Linked DNA regions of Pan troglodytes: region 2 is linked to region 1. Evidence: chromatin contacts called from public Hi-C data. All regions are on one chromosome and are shown on one strand. Each heading gives the region's core, a stretch centred on a gene start, on an enhancer-like site or on the middle of the called end of the contact. The rest is flanking DNA. Distances are from core to core; before and after follow the strand shown.

The links. A called contact is a pair of places that touch in the nucleus more often than the background predicts.
Region 2: a Hi-C map of induced pluripotent stem cells shows a contact between it and region 1, with 2.0 times the contacts expected there. The contact joins the enhancer-like site here to the promoter of TSPAN9 in region 1. A contact is called at or near these places in 2 of 7 Hi-C or Micro-C datasets (induced pluripotent stem cells and stem cell-derived neural progenitor cells).

The regions. Positions count from the first base shown.
Region 1 is chr10:10,251,104-10,254,341 of NHGRI_mPanTro3-v2.0_pri, reverse strand. It overlaps TSPAN9 (tetraspanin 9), which reads right to left and starts at 1,848. Exons shown (of 8, transcript XM_016922800.4): 1 at 1,547-1,848.
Region 2 is chr10:10,310,111-10,313,341 of NHGRI_mPanTro3-v2.0_pri, reverse strand. All of the region lies in intron 1 of TSPAN9 (tetraspanin 9), which reads right to left. Among named protein-coding and RNA genes, the nearest start is that of TSPAN9, 59 kb to the right of the region's middle. Within about 2 kb of position 1,526, at least 6 of the 24 cell types and tissues checked have an H3K27ac peak or open chromatin away from gene starts, as enhancers often do. A contact at or near this core is called in induced pluripotent stem cells, where this site is marked.

The sequences.
Region 1 (3,238 bases), core at 599-3,098:
TCTCAAAAAAAAAAAAAAGTAACAAACTTCACAAGATTACGAATGAATTAAATAAAATTATATACAGCTAATGTAACGTGCACAGAAAAAACTTGGCCAACTATAAATTACTTTATCAACACTAGTTATTGTTATTAATATTAAATATCTGTTCATAGGTTTAAAAAGCCCTGCCAGAATATTAAAATCTGATTAAACCAGACCAAAAAAAAAAAAATCCTACTCTCACCTGTTCAGGGACTTGCACACAGGGGGTCTTCAGTGAGTGAGAGTAGAACTGAATTACACTTCAAGTTTTATCTACCGCAATCCTCTCCCTCCAACCCACAGCCCAGCTGCATCAGCCATGCCAGGACCAAGCCGAGGGTAGGAAGCCGGTGTAATTGTCTGCCTCTCTGGCTGCATTCCTTAGCTAAATATAAATGATTTGTCCAGGCTATTGTTTGAAATTATCCATAATCCCTCTCCTCCCCTCCCCATTACTTATGATGGCAAGCTGGCTGCGTATCTCTAGAGCAAAGCATATATTCAACATTCTCTGTGGCTATTTTCAGTAAAGAGAAGGGAGCTGGCAGGTATATATAGGGATCCTCGCATGAGTCTCCAGTTTTCTCCACTAGTCCAGGAAAGCTTCCTGGAGGAGGAAATACCTGAGTCACCCCAGGGAAAAGGACAGCTGCAGGTCAGAAGGGCACGCGCACATAATGAGACTGGGTCTCTGAACTAAGAGTTACCAGGTAAGGCAGGTAAGCCCCTGCCTTCTTACCCCCCGTTTTGGTGATGCGAGAAAAAGGTGGCTCAAGGGATCCCATACTAGCCCAAGCTTCCCCAGACAATACAGGCATTTGGGGGAAGATGAAGAAGTGACTCGTATATTTTTCAAAGAGGGAGGAGATCCAAGACTCCAGTTCCAAGAGGTACGAGTACAAATATTGCTCTTACAACCACAAGCCGGTTTCTTGTTTGGATCTTTTTTTAAAAACCACAAGAAAGTTTTTTGAAGTCCCAAACTTGAGTGCACAGATGGGCTAGATCTCCAACTTCGGGGTGTGCCAGAGTCCTGTCACTCGGAGTGCTGATCTTCCAGCAGTGGCCCAGGGAGCGGTCGCGGGTGCCGGGGGGCTGCAGGCCATATCCCAGCCCTGCCCGAAGGCCCCCTGGCCCTCTCTGGGGTCCTTGTATGGACTGTCCCAAGCGGTGCACTGGGTCACACAGTCGGAAACCCTTGCCGGCCCCGGGGTACTCCCTTTCTGAAACGGTCTTCCTCGGAGCCATTCCCTGGAGGACCCCACTTCGCTCGGTGCCCGGGCCCCGCACCCATCCTCCCCTTCCCGGCCCGCTTCCCGCACGGCGCCTACTCTGTTCCTCTCGTCCTCTCGTCCCACCGCCGCCCTGCCCACACTGCCTCCCGTGGGCGCCCCCGGCCGCTCCCCCTTCTCGGGTCTCGGCCTGGGGGTGCCCAGCCCGCCCGGCGCCGGCTCAAGGCCGCGCGACTCCGCACGCTCTCGAGACCCGCCTCGCCGCCCGCCGCCCGGGCCGCACTCACCGCGCCCGCAGGACTTGGGGGTCTCCGCTCTGCTCGCGCTCCGGCACCGCCGCCGCCGCCGCCGCCGCCGCCAGCGGAAACAGGGGGCGGGGCCTGCCCGGGAATGGCGAGCCTGCGGGGCTGGGCGGCCCGGGGGGCGGAGCGGGGAGGGGCGGGGCAGAGAAGGAGCGCAGGGCTGAGGGGGGCGCCAGCGCCAGCGCCCGGCACTGCCCCGGGCTGGGTCCCCTGCGTTAAAGGAAGGGGAGCCCGGGGACGGGGCACGGGGCCCGCGAGGCACGGGTGCTCTCTCGGGGTTCCGGAAGCCTCCCTCCCCGCCCCGCCGCCCGCATGCCGGGACCGGCCGCTCCTCCGAGGTGCTATGATCACGCCTTCCCCCTGCGGCGAACGGGCCTCTTCCCGGGGTAGGGGCGGGGAGGTCCGGGCCTGGCAGTGCGCTCTCCTGGGCTCTGCGCCCACACGGCACCCAAGGGCCGTCCTGGCCCAGGCCTCGGCTCTCTCCCTCGCTCCAGGCTGCCTGGCCTCGCCACCCCACCCCCACACCTACGAACCCCTTCCCTGGTGTTTCGGGCGGACTGTGTGAGATGCTGACAGCGCGGGTGTGTGTTGGAGCCTGCCTGAGACACCTCCTGCAGAAAGGGCCATGCCTCCCCGGGAGCTGGCGGCCTCCAAGGGCGACTACAGGGCACTGTGTGCCTGAGGGGTGCGCTAAGGCAGGAGAAACTCCAGCTAGGCATGTCTGGCCCGGGCGCTTTTTCAGGCCTGGATTTTATGTGTTTTTTGTTTTTTGTTTTTCTGTTTTGTTTTGTTTTTTCTTGAGACAAGGACTCACTCTGTTGCCCAGGCAGGAGTGCAGTGGTGCGATCACGGCTCACCGCAGCCTCGACTTCCTGGGCTCAAGTGATCCCGCCTCAGCCTCCAGAGTAGTTGGGACTGTAGGCGCGCACCACCACGTCCGGCTAAGTTTTTGATTTTTTTTGTACAGACGGTGGTCTCCCTGGGCCCAAGCTGGTCTCAAACTCCCGGGCTCAAGCCATCCTCCTGCCTCTGCCTCCCAAAGTGCTGGGATTATAGGCCCGGATTCTTAAAGCTAGAAGGCCTAAACTTCTTTCCAAAGAGCACTAAAAGGCCATCTCTTCTCATCGTTACTGTCATCAAAAATGTCTTGTAGGCCAGGTGCGGTGGCTCACGCGTGTAATCCCAGGACTTTGGGGGGCCCAGGTGGAAGGATTGCTTGAGCTCAGGAACTCAGGAATTCAAGAACGGCCTGGGCAACATAGGGAAACCCCATCTCAAAAAAAAAAAAATGTTTTAATTAACCGGGTGTGGTGGCACACCCCTGTAGCCCCAGCTGCTCCGGAGGCTGAGGCTCAGGCATTGGAGGCTGCAGTAAACTAGGATCATGCCACTGTACTCCAGCCTGGGCAGCAGAGGGAGACCCTGTCTTTAAAAGTGAAATTTTTCAAAATTTTAAAGAAACTGTATGCTGTGCTTCCCACGTGCCCTATCACTGCACTAAGCTTGACTGGGGACAAGTTTTTTAAACCTGGCTATAATCACTAGGGTCACTTTTGCTTTCTGCTAATTAGACTGGAAGTTTCCACTCATCTTCTGGGCCCCTTTCCGTCACACACATGCAATCTTGTTTTTGTCTATTAGACTAAACCCATAACCCATTTCCTTCTGATCTCCCTT
Region 2 (3,231 bases), core at 277-2,776, 59 kb before region 1:
AGAACAGGGTCCAGGACCCACCCTGCCCACAGGGCTTGGAACCTTCGGCCAGCAGTCAGACAAGGGCAGGGAAAGAAAGCCAAGCAAAGGGAAGGAGGTAGATGGGGCAAAACAAAGAAGAAACAGGGTAGCCCGGATGCGGTGGCTCACTGTGGGAGGCTAAGGTGGGCGAATCACTTGAGCCACGACTTTGAGACAAGCCTGGCCAAGATGACGAAACCCCATCTCTACAAAAATACAAAAAAGGAAAAAAAAGGCCCCCTTTTTTTTTTTGTATGGCGGATATGGTGGCACGTGCCTATAGTCCCAGACACCAAATACTTGGGAGTCTGAGGAGGGAGGATTACTTGAGCCCAGGAGGTGAAGGCTGCACATGACTACCCCACTGCACTCCTGCCTGGGTGACAGCACGAGGCCCTGTCTCAAAAAAAAGAAAAAAAGAAACAGGAGGAGAGAGCCCAGCGAGGAGACAGGACTGGGCAGAGCTGGGCACTGGGGCCTCTTCCCATCCCACCAATTCACCCTGGACTAGCCCCCTCCTCTAACCGACTCCGGGAGGTGGTGAATGACCCGCAGTGAGGAGACTGAGCTCACTCTCCTTCTCAGCTGGGCCCTGCACTTCCCAGCCAGCCCCAGGGCTCTCGTCTCCTCGGCACTAAGGAGATGCCTCATTCCTAACAGGTGTGCCAGCTACACCCGCCCCAGGCAGAGGGGCCAGCCCAGGGGTGGAAAAATCACACTACCAAACCCACGGGCAGAGTCCTCCATTCCAGAACGGGCACCGCTGGGCACTGCCCCCTCACCACCCATGGACGACAAATGCAGTCCTAGGCTCCTGAAGGGAGTGCTGAGGCCCAGAGAAGGCAAGGATGGTCCTGGGGTCACACAGCCAGTGAGGGGGACAGCGGGACCCAGACACCCGACTCCTCACATGACCTTCCTCGGAGGCTCAGAGCCAGCAGCAGCCCCTGTTTAAGGAAACAAAGCTGCCCCTCTCTTGAGCTTCAAGGGGCCTGGGATAGGACGAGGGAAGGAAGTCAAGCCCCTGAAGAGCTGCATGCAGAAATCCGTGTGACAAGAGGTGGAATTATTTCCCCTGGAAAAAAATAAAAAGCCCTCCCTTAGCAGACCCCAGGGGTACTGGGCTGTAGGCTGATGTAATAGAGAGAGGAGAGGCCAAGAGGAAAGGAATCCCCCTTCCCTCTCAGCAAACCTACTGCCAGGAGCACAACAGGGAGGACGCAGCTGGAGCAGGGGGTGGGGGAGATGAGCCAAGCAGGATGTTGGAGCCTGGGATAGAGCCCTCCTCCATCTGGCTGGAAAGCAGAAGCCTTTGAACTGCAACCCAGGGGGTAGCACTCCCTTGGGGCCCAAATCTGGGCCTGGCATGGATGTGGGGTGCCCACAGCAGAGTATGTATCTACAAGGGCTGTGTCAGCTGGAAAAACCCGCAGGATGTGAAGCCACATGGGAGGCAGGCAGCAGGAGGCGGGGCTCTGGGAAGGGCGAGGAGTCAGGACAGTGGCCTGGGCTCCAGGGGCAGGCACTTATGTGTTCCAGTGAGAGAGTGGTGAGGCCTGGGGCAGCCAGGAGAGCGTGGCCCAGGGAAACGTGGGCAGGGCCCAGCTGCGGGAGCTCCAGGGAAGCTGACATGCCCAAGTGGGCCCTGTCTCCACACCCCAGAGAGGGTGGGATGGGGGCGGAAGCCCAAGGCCTCAAGAACACCCATCCCAGAGAGGAGACGACAAGGAGCCCAGGAGCCATCCACTGCTGCCCCTTAGCTTGGAAGGTCCTGCCCCTGAGAAGGTCCAATTGGAAAGAGGGTCCCGGCCACAGTCCCCTGCCTCAGTTGATCCCAGAGTAGCAGTGGTAGCTCCACAGGCCAACTGGGATTCAGATCCCACCACAAGCACACGATGCCCTTCCAGACCCGAAGCCTTCACAGCAGGACTGGACGGAGCAGGGGTTCTGGCAGCTGGGACCACCTGGCGGCTCCACAGTGCACAGTGGGAACTGTTTCTCCAGCCCTGCCTTAGAGGGGGTCCCCAGCCAATGTGCCCCCCACCCCTGCCTCCAGCTGAGGGGTACACTACGGCGGGAGCAGATGGCTGCGGTCACCACCTCCTCATTCTCGCACTCTCTCCCTCCAGCTCCTGTTTACTTACTGGCTGGGCAGGAGCTTCAGCTTCCCACGGGCACCTGCACATGTGTTCCTCTTACAGAGGGTTTGGGAACAGAATAGATTTTCTGACAGTTGCCCTGACCTCAGGCATCTGAGGGCTCCTCTCCCTCCTTCCAACCCTACTCATGCAAACCCGCTTCACTACAAAAGGAGAGCCACCCCGACTCAGAATCTAATGACAGGGTTTGGTGTCCTGTCTTTGCAATGCTGGAGGCATCCTTCACTTCTCTGAGCCTCAACTTCCTCATCTGCAAAAAGGAGGATCCCCCAGAACCTGACACAGGGGCTTGGGGGAGACCAATGAGACAAGGCATTTGAGGAAGAGCCACGTGAACTGTAACACAAACTGTCGAGCCCCACGCAAAGGCTTAAGAATGCCCACGATGAGTGGTGCGTGACTCATCCCGGGACTCTGGAGCCAGCCTGCCTGCATTCAAGGCCCCGCTCAGCTGCACCTGATTAGGAGGGATTCAGGGCTGCCCCTCAAAGAGGAGGAAACCAATAAATGTAAGCAAAGGAGTCAGGGCATCCCTGGCTCACGAAGTGCTTCCTACATGTTTGCTGTTACTGCATGTCACTGCTGATGTGCAGCATGGCCCTTGCTCTTACGCTGTTGTCCCTCCCAGGCCAGGAGCACTGCTTCCCACCACCACAGTGCCCTCAATAACTGCACAGGTTACCAAGCCGGGGACTCCTCAGGGAGCAACAGGACTTTCCTCAGGGACACTGGGTCTCAGCTTCTGGACCCTTTAAGACACTGAAAACCCAGCCAGCACATGTGGCAAAGCTTTTCCTAATGGTGGGAACTCTACTAAAAGGGTATCTCCCAACCCTGGGACTACCTGAGCTGAGACAGCCACTTCTCAAGAATGTCACAGGAGAGTCGGACACAGGGTACGTCTGAGAGGGCTGCCTCGGCTTCATCCCAGCCTTTCCTCAGACCCATCCTGGAATCGGTGAGATGTGGGATTTGAGTCCCCATCAAGGGGCGATGGCTGATCCACCCAGACCAGAGGGCTTGACTTGAATACAATGGACCTGGGGGAGAA